2 separate regions of the Sus scrofa genome follow, and region 2 is linked to region 1. Evidence: chromatin contacts called from public Hi-C data. All regions are on one chromosome and are shown on one strand. Each heading gives the region's core, a stretch centred on a gene start, on an enhancer-like site or on the middle of the called end of the contact. The rest is flanking DNA. Distances are from core to core; before and after follow the strand shown. Region 1 overlaps LOC110260099 (a long non-coding RNA gene). Region 2 overlaps CCDC85A (coiled-coil domain-containing protein 85A).

What was found. Hi-C and Micro-C count contacts between places; a contact is called where the count stands out from the background.
Region 2: a contact with region 1 is called in a Hi-C map of heart right ventricle, with 1.9 times the contacts expected there. The contact joins two enhancer-like sites. A contact is called at or near these places in 2 of 47 Hi-C or Micro-C datasets (fetal heart ventricle and heart right ventricle) and 1 of 2 datasets of contacts at active chromatin or transcription factors (skeletal muscle).

Annotation. Positions count from the first base shown.
Region 1 is chr3:84,618,596-84,624,968 of Sscrofa11.1, forward strand. It overlaps LOC110260099 (a long non-coding RNA gene), which reads right to left. Exons shown (of 3, transcript XR_002342943.1): 2 at 4,126-4,210. Among named protein-coding and RNA genes, the nearest start is that of MIR216-1, 710 kb to the right of the region's middle. Within about 2 kb of position 2,991, at least 3 of the 83 cell types and tissues checked have an H3K27ac peak or open chromatin away from gene starts, as enhancers often do.
Region 2 is chr3:85,088,901-85,095,622 of Sscrofa11.1, forward strand. All of the region lies in intron 16 of CCDC85A (coiled-coil domain-containing protein 85A), which reads right to left. Among named protein-coding and RNA genes, the nearest start is that of MIR216-1, 240 kb to the right of the region's middle. Within about 2 kb of position 2,866, at least 5 of the 83 cell types and tissues checked have an H3K27ac peak or open chromatin away from gene starts, as enhancers often do.

The DNA of each region.
Region 1 (6,373 bases), core at 1,741-4,240:
CTTGAATAAAATCTCCCCATATTAAAAAAAAAGTCTAATTTAGTCAATATGACCTATTTTTAAATTCATGTTTCCCTGAGAGAATAATCTGAAGCATGCTTTACATTACAAAAAAAATCTTTAGATTTCCTGGACTAAGCATATTTACAAGATCACAAAAAGAAGTCAAATTAAGTTAGCCTAGTTACTGTAATTCACTGGCATTTCTCATAAGGTATTCGTTTGTAAATATTGAAAAAATAAAGGTCTAGAGCAATTTTGAGCAATATTCTGAATCTATGCCTCTTTCTGCCTTAAAGGTCTCTCTTCAAGTGCTTCAGAATGGCAAAAATGGTACAGATTAGGACAAAACATTCCACATAGCTTTCCAGAAAGTCTAGATTTCCAAACTGGGGTAGAGTCAGATTTTTCACATTTGCTTACTCAGTGACACCATCTATACCACTTGTAAACTACTAAGCCAAGCACTAGGAACAGATACAAAAGAGGGGCACTGTCACTGCTTCCCAAGGCAGATGGGCTTTCCTCCAAACTAAGGTTTCCCGGACAGCCCTTTGAGACAGAGGCTCTATCAGAATCTCTTACCAACAGTGTTCTCATCTTAGATAAGGATGGGTGATCATGTCATCTGTTCTTGATCCTAGTTGTCCAGACCTTGGCTGGAAGAGCTTAAAGTTATTTTTCTGTAAAATATCCTTAAAAAAGTTTCTTCCCCTCAGTTTCCTTATGCTTCCTGCATTCTCTTTTCATATACCCTGGGTCAGATTTCCCTCTCTTGTCATTTAATATTTTTGAAAGAATATTTAAAGCCATTGATCAAAATGTTCCTCAAAAATACTTAACATTCCTACATTAAAGTCTTTATATGAGCTGCTTGGCAAAATCTTACTTCATCTGTAACCTGCTGGTGACTATTTTAAAAATGTTATGAGACTGTCTTTTTTTATTGAAGTATAGTTAATTAACAATTATGTGTTAGTTTCAAGTGTACAACAAAGCAATTCAGTTGTACATATGTTTTCTTTTTCAGATTCTTTTCCATTATAGGTTACGACAAGATATTGAGTAGAGTTCCCTGTGCTATGTAGTTCCTTGTTGTTTATTTAATTTATACATTGTACTGTGTATATGTTAATTCCAAACTCCTAATCCTCCCCACCATACTCTTTGGTAACCATGCATTTGTTTTTGTTTTTTTTTCCATGTAAATAAATTCTGCTTTGTAAATAAGTTCATTCGTATCATTTTTTTAGATTCCACATATAAGGGATATCATATGATACTTGTCTTTCTTTGATTTACTTCACTTATTATGATAATCTCTAGGTCCATCCAAATTGGTGCTAGAACTTTAAAATTTACACTTCATAGTAACTGCCCAGTCTCCTATTCTATTTTACTGTTCTGAATAGTCTTAAAATGTCCCTTGTTTGTCTTTTGGAAGGTCCCACTATGAGAACATTGTCTGCCTCACTTGCTTATCCCTATATCCACTAGAACAGTGCCTGTCACTACATGGGATGTTCAATAAATATCTATTAGATAGAAACATATATTATTGCAGAAATAATCCCCACTGCAATCCGCTGAAGTAATATACCCTTACAATTCATTGAAGGAACCCTATTTTGACTTCGTTTTGGTCACAATTCAGGCTATGTCTTGTGGTTGGCAAGCAGTGAAACAACAAATATGTCACAAGGTAGCTGGCATTTTGCCATTGCGAGCATAAGCATTTGCTCAGTCTTCAGAGACAGAACAATTTTCTTATGGACGGCATGTAACTTTAAGAAAGACTGTCAACTTGATTACTGGAAAGTGTCCCCTCAACTGAAAATAACATCACAGCATAAAATCCTACCCCTGCAGCTGAAATGGCCTGGATGTTTCCTCATCAGCAGCTGATGCCAGACAACCTTTCACTCACTGGACAGGCAGCCAGCTGGGGGAAGCCACAATTTCTGTCAAAAATCATTTAAAATGTGACAGATAAGAGGATTACATATTCTACCTGACAAAGGGGAGGGGATTCAACCACATTCCTGGATTACCTGGAAAGGTTTTCAAATTTTGCAGATTTGAATGGAGAAGCAATTAGAGATGCATAGATTCCAAAGCAGAAAAAAAAAGAGGGGGATGGAGAGCAGTTGAGAGCACCTTTATGAAAATCCTTTTATCTATACCTCTTCTGGCTTCCCAGGCGTCCTGCCAGTTCGGGGTGATCACATCAATATTTATGGCACACCACACCAGGGGGCCCATGTTTCCCAGCAGGGGCGATTAATATGTGATATCAACATCTATGACAAGACACATTTTATTTCTGTCAACAAACAAAAGAGGTTTCTACTTTTTCTGTCAGCTGAATACCCAAGCCTTTTATTTTGCACAATAAACCATCTACAGCTAGAGCTGAAAGATAGATGTTGAACGGCAGTCAATTCTTTAAATAGATTTCTTCAACTGGCAGGTGGCCTCTCTGCCGTCCATATCAAATATGAGGAATTCTACTTTTGGTAGGGGATAAGCAAGTCTGATGGGAGGGATCCAAGAGAAGATTTGCCTGCTAGGGTTTTCATAGCATGTATTTAGCACAGTGTTGTATACAGTGGGGAAAATGGCAGGGTTTCTGTCTTTAAGGAACTTTCAAATCAGCCTAGTACATATGACAGTAGAAATGTGGCACAATTTGTCTTTAAACAGTACTGTCTTTTTAAGATATTGAGGTGCTATACAAGTGTTAATTTCTAGAGATATGATGAGTTATTTAAATGCACCCATGTGGATCCCACTTATAAGAAGAAGAGCTTTTGTAAATTTTCCCTTAAAACATAGAAAACCGGGACTAGTTCTCAGACAAGTGAGGAGCATGGTTTTATTTTTTGTAATGTGAGAATGAGGTCACTAAAGAACAGTAAGGGCATGACCCCGTGCTGCAGATAATGACTCTGAGTGATGCCAAATGTTTTCTCTGGAAAACTGAACAGCTGAGCAGAAGTAATGGCTATGATGCTCCAAGTCATGCTAGCTCAGCCCACTTGAGACCCATGTCCACTATGTCTAGAAGTGAATATGCTTGAGTGCTTCATGGTCCATTGGACTCTCTGTAACACATCCTTGGTATCTACTAAGTTTTAAAGAAGAAATATATCCATTGGAGCTGTAAACATCATTAAAATATTCATGGAGTTAATAGGACAGCTGGTTGCTGACACATTTATCAGTCTTAAAGTGACTTCTTAGTAAAATGGTGAACTATTACCCACCATACAATTTCTGAAATTTTATTAGAAAATGATGAAGCGTAGGATACTAGTATATTTTTAAAGAGTATATTATGTTCTCTGTGTTTTACATGTTATATAATTGAATTATCATAGTCATTTCATTAGGTAATTTTTTTTCCTTGCCCATTTTAGATATGAAGAAACAAAATATAAGAGTAAGAAATCTGTCCAAGATTTCATGAATAGGAGTTCCCATTATGGCTCAGTGGGATAAGGACACAGTGTCGTCTCTATGAAGAGGCTGGTTTGATTCTTGGCCTTGCTAAATGGGTTAAGAACCCAATGTTGCTGAAAGCTGTGGCCTAGGTCACAGAGGCAGCTCAGATCTGGTGTTCCTGTGGCTATGGCATAGGCTGGCAGCTGCAGCTCCAATTCGATCCCTAGCCCGGGAACTTCCAGTATGCCCCAGCTGAAAAAAAGAAAAGATCTCACAAATAGTAAACGATGTTGCAGAGATGTGAAAGAGGTTTCCCTGACTCTGAAGGCTTTTTATCTTTCATAGAGCAGATTAGTATCCCAAAGAACAAGATTATGCTATCCAATAATTTATTCTGAGCATCTCCTATTTTCTCAGCATTATCCTATGTGCTCTGGGAGATACAGTGCCTTAACGATGTTTGACTTTGCCTTCAGATGTTCACAGTCTTAAGAGACAAGGCAAATAAACATGAATAAACCAATTAGAGGATAATTCAAAAGGAAGTAATTAAGTGCTAATAAAATGAAACCAAGTGCCAGCCTTGTATCACATACAGAGCCCTAGATTTGAAATCAGAAACACAGAATTTAAGCACAGTTCTGTCACTTATTTCTGTATGTCATTAAGCAAATTACTTACCTTTGATCTCCTCACAGGATAATATTCTCTGTCATGGGAATATGTCTTTTGTCTTTATTGGACTCATATTGGAGTCCCATGAAATCTGTGTATGAAAACAGAAAGAAGTATTTCACTCAAATATCTCTTTCAAAATAAGAGTGCAGGCAGTACTGTCTGAGTTGCCTCTGAGAGACGATAACACTAAAGACAAACCTGGAGCAAAGCATGCTTCTCACACAGCCTTCGCACCAGGGGAGTTCTCGCATTTCCTAAGAGGAACAGCAGTAAAGGCCCTAGTGCCAAAGAGGCAGTGGCAGAGCAGCTGGCAGGAGGGAGCAGTAGTGCCAGGGAAGCTGGTGAGAGGCTGCGGTGCCCAGCACAATTCGTGCAGAGAAGAGGCAGCAGGTGGCAAGGAGTTATCAATCCTAAACCTCTGCAGGGCTGGGGACAAGAGAAGTAATGGAGTCAATGTAACAGCTACCTAAATATTTAAAAGTTATAAATAGAGCTACTGGACTGACAAATAAAATCTCTTCATATGACCTTCACTTGACAGCACTGGGAGCTATTGGTCACCCCTGGATAGGGGCCTGCAGCTCACACCCTTCTACTTCTTGACAGGCTGTCTAGCCCTGCAGGTGGCCTTTCAGATATAATGTGGGCACCCCAGCCCCAAAGTGTCCAAGCTCCTTCTATAACCCCACAGAGAGTTCTGCTTAGACTCAGGCCTATGGTTGTGCTTTGTGATGTGATCTACCCTCAGGAGGAAAGAATTGGGTAGGTGAGAATTGACAGAAGGGTGTTGCTTCTACAGCAGGCAGAATCCTGAAGGGAGGTTAAATTATGACTGCAAAAAGAGAGCTAGCTCCTTGCAGAAATCCTTTCAGAACTAAAAGGAAAGTTAAAAGTCATTAGAGATAAACATTAATTATGTCATGGTTTGTTATAGCTTTGGCACTTGGCATAGATATTTTCCAAGAATCGACTCCTACGAAATCCCTCCCATCCAGTCAAAAACTAATTATATCCCCAGCATCTAACTCCAGCCATGATATATAACATGACAAATAAGCATTTGTTAAATAAATGCATAGAGAGAAAACTATGTGCCAGAGCTGAAAGCCATTGAATCCAGAAAGAACTCTTTTAATTAAATGAGAATAAATAAGTGAACACATAAAATATTATCCAAAGGAAAATCAGGGTATTGTCACTACCACTACTGTATTGTGAGTGAGCAAATAAATAAGCTCAAGTCAAAAATCAAACTTCTGCATGGGTCAAGCCAGAAATTCAAAACTAAATTAAAAATATAAATTGTCTTAGTTGCCCATGGAATTTGGGATCAGTTCTTTGAGTAACAGTTTTCTGAGGTCATTGTCCTCTGTAAGCACAGGCAAAGCCCAAGGAACACTACACACAAGGTCTTGATTAGATTTTTCCAACACTGAGACAACGCACAATAAATAGTATGAAATTTTATCTGAATTATGTGAATCTATAAGTGTTACAGTCAGTCTATTTATTAGACTTACTATTTTTTTCCATCCATAAGAGGATGAAACCTCTACATTTGATAAATCTAAGCAATCTTTTCTTTTATCACATTAAAAAAAAGATAAAATGGAACCAGGTTTCTCTTTCTTTTATATATTAAAAAGAATCCCAAGTATCTCTCTCAGGAACTTATTCTTACTTATCTGGGAAAGAATTCATGTAAAAAGGACTCCGAAAAAAAAATGGAACAGGGAACTTACACAATTTTAACAAGTTGTTCTCTCAACTAAGTGTTTCTCCTTGGCAGCCTCTGAGTGTGGAAACAGATAGTCTTTGTGCCTATATCAGTTTTAAGATAAAATTTTATTGATTTTCACTAGGATTTCAAACAAGACACTTAGGGAGATCAAGGGGTTCTTTCATATCCCACAGTGACTTCTCTTGGAAATGTTCTTTGCCATCAATGATACTGATTTTGGAAAGCCATGGAGAAGGATGATGAAGTTCTCAGAAAAAAAGAACAAAAGGGGTAATTCCCTTGCCCCCTTCTTTCTGTTCAAAATAAACCACCCTTCCTTTAGTCCTATAAGAGTTCCTGCTATATAAATACTGCTTGAAATGGTAGCTTGTTCCATCTTGAATAATTTTCACCCATTCTACTGTTCATGGGTAGTAGAAAAGTACTTGGCTTTCTACTAAAAAAAAAAGTTTAGTCTTACATTGTACTTTCCATTCCATATTGAAATAAAATTGAATTAATAGTGGATGC
Region 2 (6,722 bases), core at 1,616-4,115, 470 kb after region 1:
CAGCATGGTCCAGCCTTCCCTTCCTCACCAGCCTCATCCTGTACCAGGAACTCTTTCGTCCCATCCCATGCTGGTCGTCTTTCAATTCCTCAAATGCCTCCTACTCCCTCTTGCCAGAGGACCCTCTATCTGGAAACTCCTCCATCAATCTTCATCTTACTCCTGCCCTTCTCACCCTTCAGTCTCAGCTCAAGCAAGACTTCCTCAAAGAAGCCTTCTCTGGCTTCATATGTGACCTATTCTTTAAACCAGCCCACAGTGTTAGAAGTTTCAATCATAGTTTATCCTTCAATAAGGAATAGGAACTTGAAGAGGACATGAGGCATGTGCTTCTGTGTGTTGGTAAAGTTCTGTTTCTTGATTTGGTGCTGGCTACATGGCAATGTTGAGTTTGTGAGAATTCATCAAGCTGTACACTTATAATATGTGTTCTCTCCTAAATATATATTATCCTTTAATAAAAAGCTTTTAAAAATACCCAAGGCACCCTGATCATAATGTATCTCTTCACTTATATATCAAGCCTCCGCACAGGTGCAATTTTACATCATTAGATTAACATCTAATGCTCTCCTATTAGACCATCAGCTCCACGGAAGCAGGCAGGGTTTGCTCATCATTAACCTGGCCATGCCTGGCCTGGGCAAGTACTCCAGAAACATGAAGTGATTGGCCACTGAAACTCTGGTAAATGAATCTCACAGAAAAATTTAAAAATACATCACACTGAATAACATAGCTTATGTGATGGGATAATGTCCCACTGTGGACATTCTACTCTCTCAGGGCCCTTCACATGCCCCAGTGCTCATCTGGTGTGATGACACCTGAGCTCCTCATCCTAGAAAGACCAAGACCCATGTCGTTCAGGAAGGCAGAATGAAGGATCCATAAAGACACCAAAGAAGGGAGGGAAGTGGAGGTGTCTCAATGACAAGGCCAGAAACAGCACAAAGAGTTCATGAAGGCTGAGAGGAAGCAGGGAGCTGGTGTTGATCCAGCCCTGGAGGGAGACACTTAGGGGCTGCCAGCAGCCACACATCCCTCAGGAGGCTAAACCTGGAGGAAGGTGCACCTTGATGTAAACAACGTTAAGAACAGAGAAGGAAAAAGAAACAGCAGAACCCATCGAAACTAAACAGTTATGAGAGAAATAGAGTCCAAGACTAAACAACAATCAAAGTGGCAAAGCCAACATACACAGAGGCAAATCCAGAAGAAACCTGCCAACATTCTCCCAAAGAGTAACCCTTATCTCCCACTCTTACTGGCTCACCTTTTTAAGAAAGCACAGCCACTCCTTCAGACATTAACTAAGCCCCTCATATATGACAGGCAGTGGGACACTTGGGCTTACAAACTATTTGCTACCTATGAGGAGAAAGCAGAGCCACCTCAAGGCAGAGCCGCCTCAGGGCAGGTCTAATGCACCCGTGCCCTTCATTTCCCCAAAGACTGTGAACATATCTGAGTGTTACAGGTTCCAGTGGATGCGCTTAGGGGAGGAAATGATGAGGTACACAGCACAGAAAACATCAGATGAGGACGAGTATTGGGCCAAAACCATCCAAAAAGCAAAACAAAACAACAACACACACACAAAGGGAGAGAATTAAACTGAAGTAAAAAGAGAATAAACAGGAATCAGAATAAAAAACAAAACAGGAGAGAAGGGAGGTCAGGAAGCCATATTAGAAATCTGGCAAGAAAAGAAAGGAGAAAAGATGGCATTTACACGAAGACACCTCTGCGCCTAGAATCCTGCAAATGCACTAATGTGTTCTGGTTCAACAGTCTCTCTGAAAACAACAAATGGTCACTCGATGAACAGAGACCTAATTGTTAAAATTAGCCAACTGCCTCAGTTTTTCCACATGTTCTGATATTTTTAAAAGAAGCATACATTAGCAATTTGAATCACTTAATAATCCTTCCTCTAATATATTCACTTCTCAAAATCCAGAAAAGAAATCCCTACTCCCCGGCTGCTTAGGAGACCTGGAATTCTCTGCCCTCAGGGCAAATGTCATGGTCTTAACCCTTGACTTCTCTCCCTCCTCCCTTGTTTCTTCCCTTGTTCACCTGGCTGTCACATCACCTACCCTGCCAGAAGCCCAAGGACGGCTTTTCCTTGCTTTTTCTCCCAGCCAGGTCTGAATCATCCAATTCTTAATACAGAGTGCAATATCCTCAACAGTGTTCCCAACAGAAAGCTTGCATGTTTTCTAACTTCAAACTAAGAATATTTTCCAAAGTATTCATGTACAAGCGTGGGTGCATAGAAATAATTGTAAAAAACCCACTGCAGTCTCTACACGAATTTCAGGATAGGATCCAGAGGACATTTCTATTGCTTAGAATGCTTAGAATAGCAGTCTAACTTAAAACCTGACTGTATTTTGAGGTTTCCCCAAATGAAACAAGTACCAAGCCCTTATATGAATTAATACTTGCTTCCAGATGCTTCCTGCTATCCCACAAGGCCTTGCCATGCACTGAGCTTTCGCAATAACCACACAGCTCTTGCCCGAGTGGTAGGGAAACGAAACCTATGAACACACAGATCTCAGACAAGGCCCCACCTGCCCTTCATGGATGCTGGCTGATGGCATTTACTGCCTCAAGATCCTCAAAAGCAGAGGCGATACAAAGAATGAGGCAATGAAGCCATTTAAATAAAGCTATGGCTGGGCTTGGCAATGTTACAGCAAATTAAATTTTAATGAGACACGGAAAACGCTGAACCTTTGGAAAGTTTATCAGAGGAAGGGGCATCTGAAGGACACAAATGCCCCAGGGCCTAGGCGTAGACACAGAGGGATAACTACATACCAGTGCCACTCAAGGTCAAGAATTTGCAAACTACACAGACATCCAGAAGGGGGGAGCCTAGCCCTCTGCAAATATGCTGGCTTTTACTCGGAAGGCAAAGCAAATTGATGCAAGCTTCTTCTTAAAGGCTCAGAGAAAACGGATACACAACAAGGTCAAGGGAAAGATGCTGTCTATACAAACATGACTGACCTAATGCAGCTGCTGACCAATGACCTAGTGACCTCAAAGCTGCCATGGGGTGTTTTCTGAGGTTGCTCTACTGGGAGAGGCTCTCAGATGGGTTGTGAGCAAGGCTTTTTCTGAGTGCCTGTGCAAAGTCACTCTCCCCTCCTCCACCCTGCTCTGTGCCCCAGAAAGCTGCATCACCTCAGCTTCCCTGCCTCTTAGCACTGGGCTCAGCCAATAAGGGGCCCTGGCAAGAGAAAGGAATAAAGAAAAACAGGCTTTTTCTCCCAGGCAGGCTGTGATTTTTGCAGTGGGTACATCCCTCTACCTAAGGCAGCGCTCATGTCTGGTGGCCCCCCTCTCATGGTGACGGCCACCTCTTCCCCTTGTCCCTGTAGACCTGATCTATGTGGATTGTAGCAGCAGGTTCTCCCGGCCTCTGGCTTCCCCCACAGCTGTCACCGAGCAGCATCTGCAGGATACTAGACAGAGGGAAGAGTGTGGTTCAGCTATTCATTCTCCCAGCAACTCCCTCCAGTGGCCTCTAACTCTTCCCTGAAGGTCACCACCCCTGCCTTTTTATCAAAGAAGTTCCACCTAATCTTACCAGAGCCCTGACACAGACACCCACCTGACACAATCTTTAGGACAACTACAAGAGCCGTGAGTATGGGTTTCGGGTCCAACTCCCTGGTACGAATTTTTATTTTGGCCAGTCAATATTTATATGACCTTGGACCAGGGACTTGCCCTCTCTAAAGTTCCCAGTCATGGGGATCCTAATGGAAACCAGATCAGACTGTTGTCATGACAATTAAGTCAGGCACGTGACATTGCATTTACCCCCTGCCGTTAAAAGTGATTAATAAAGGTTAGTCATCATCACCCTTATGGTTTACAGTGATGACTCCCTAGCTCTTCCCTCAGTGACTGCTACCTGCCTAAAGCTCCCACTGCTGTTATGAGCCTCTATCTTTCCAGAAGGTACTTGTTAAAATAGAAACACCTTGAAAGTATAGGGGAAATATGTGAACTTTCTGTTCAGTTTTGCTGGGAACCTGAAACTGCTCTAATACACACAGTCTATTAAATAAAAAGAGAAAAAGGAGAAATACCTCAGGGAGACATGACACTTTCAGGAGCTGTGACCACCTATTCATGTAAGCAGGGATCCACCCAGAAGGGACCAGCATATCAGGCAGGACTGAGGGTGTTGCCACAAGAGCCCTGGGATGCCAGGGCCTTTGAGCAGAAACCGAGGTGTTGAGACACAGGCAGAGAAGCAGGCACCTTCCAGGAGGTGGACAGGCACCAATGGTCCGCATCACCTGCTTCCCTGTTCTCCAAGGGAAAGTCATACTGGAGGAAGCAGCATGAGTGAACCACCCCATCGCAGCACCTCAGCAGGACACCAGAGCTGTCCTCAACCTTGAAGTCACCAAGGCTGGAGACCCAAGCAACGGAGCCCCTTCCAGAGCCAGCCAGGCCCAGAATAGACCCTTCACCCCAAATCCATCATCCTTCCTGTCAGCTGGCAGGACATTCTTCCTCCAGAGCTGATATTTCTGTGGAATATTTAGAGAGCAAAGGCATTTATCACAGTGATATATCCTGACTTCCAGAAATGGAGACGTCTAGAAACAGCCATCTGAGTAATATCACTTATATCCCCTGTCACTTTCTGAAATGATACAGGACAGAGAAAAATAAAGTTGCTGTAACTTTCTCCTGAGCAGTTAAGGCATTACTACACCTGCCATGTGCCCCTGCTCCCTGCCGGCACTGGGAGCATTTCTGAAGCCCTCTCTTTTTCCTCTCTAAAGAGCTCCTGGTACCAGCAGAACACTGGCCCCAATTCCAAGATCCTCAGATTATCCACTTGTTTACTGAATCAATGCATTCCTCCCTTCCTCCTGTGATCTAAAGGAGAGAATTAAACTGGGCAGGATTCTATAAAACTGTATTAGAAGGGAAAACACACCTCCTATCTTCAGTGTCCTTCACATCCTCTATGATGTCTATTTATTTATACTTTTAACAGTTCAGTCTTTTCCATTTCACATTTTTATCAAAGTAGAAAAGGAGACACTTATCAGTCCCCATCAAAACAAGATAATTTGGAGATACCCAAACAAAACACTTCAAATTTAAACAAGGCAGCTTCAAGGACCCTATTTCTCTCTGTGGGTGCCTATTGCATTAAAAGCCTGAATACTCTCTTCTACAGCAAAGAAAATTTTCCCAGAAATAAAGTAGTATCTTCCAAAAGAAAAGAAAAAGGGGGAGGGGACTAAATACTCTCAATGAGAAAAAGCAGGACAACACTTCAACTACTTTAAGACTGTAGAGGAACACACCAAGTGTGTGTGATCTATGCAATGCAGAAATGCGGAAGAAAAATGTAGCTTTTAATTTTCTTCCCTCCTCCTCCCAGGAACAAAAAAGTTTACCTGTCATTTTCTGTATCTATAATTCCCAGATAAGTTGTTTTTTTGTTTGTGTTTTGTTTTGTTTTTGGCAGCATTGGCAGCATGCAGAAGTTCCCATGCTAGAGATCAAACACAAGCCACAGTAATGAAAATGTCAGATCTTTAACCATTAGGCCACAAGAGAACTCCCCCAGAAAAGTTTTAAAATAAGATTTGTATTTTTCAGTACTAGCTATCCCTGGATTCCAGTCGATTACTGTTTCTGTCCCAAGCAATGTATTTTCACTGTAACCCAATGTAAAGAGAGTCTCAGTGCCAACCCAAAGAAGAAATGACAAGATAGGCAAAGTTCTAGAAATCCACTGTTTTCTGGTCACCGTCAAATTACCCCATATTGGGCAGTCACACACCCTGGTCAGTTGTGGTTCCTAGTCAGAACTTGTACCACGGTATAGTCATGTTTTGAGAGGACATCCTTTAGCATAAAGCATATCTGAATCCTCACAGTAAAAATATTATACAGTGGAACTTCACTAAATTTTATAGGAAAATTGCTGAACATTATTATAATCATAAACCCTTCAAATCCTTCACATGTACTTGAGTTTCAAGAATGACTGGAATGAATTATTCTTTCTCAAAATAAGTATATTTTCAAACTGTGAAGTGAAAGGTCCTGAAACCATCAACCTTCAAAAATAAAACAGGGCAGAAACAAATATAACAAGTAAATATTTTAGATTTTTTAAAAAACCTCAAAGAAATCTGTCTGCATTAAAAACAAGTGTTCAAATTTAAGCTAACTATCCTCTCATGTTCTGAATTCCCTCTTCCTCTTATGTCTTCTCCTTCAATATTTTACACTGACTCAGTGACTCTACAAACTTTCTAAGAAGTTGGGTTTTTTTAAAAGAAAAAAAAGTTGTACTTCTTTCTAAAAAAATTGCCACTTCAAATTTCAAAGGTGGCTGCAGATTAAAAGAGGAAAAAATACAGAGAGATACAGGGAAATATTTCTTGGCAATAGCAAGATTTCCCTCTACCTTCAGTATAGGCTGGCTTTCCCATGACTCATCCTGAATGTCTAGAACCAAATAAAGCAATGATCCTCTAATGGCCACCCAATGTTGATGCTATCATCTGTCTTCAAATGTTATTTCAGTTCACACTCCTCCATCATTTCTTCTCATGCACAAATGCCACTAAGTCATGTTAAAAATTATAGAAGGTGAAACCTTTTTATCTAAAGACAGTAGCCTGAACATCAAGTTGAATTTAAACTATATACCATGA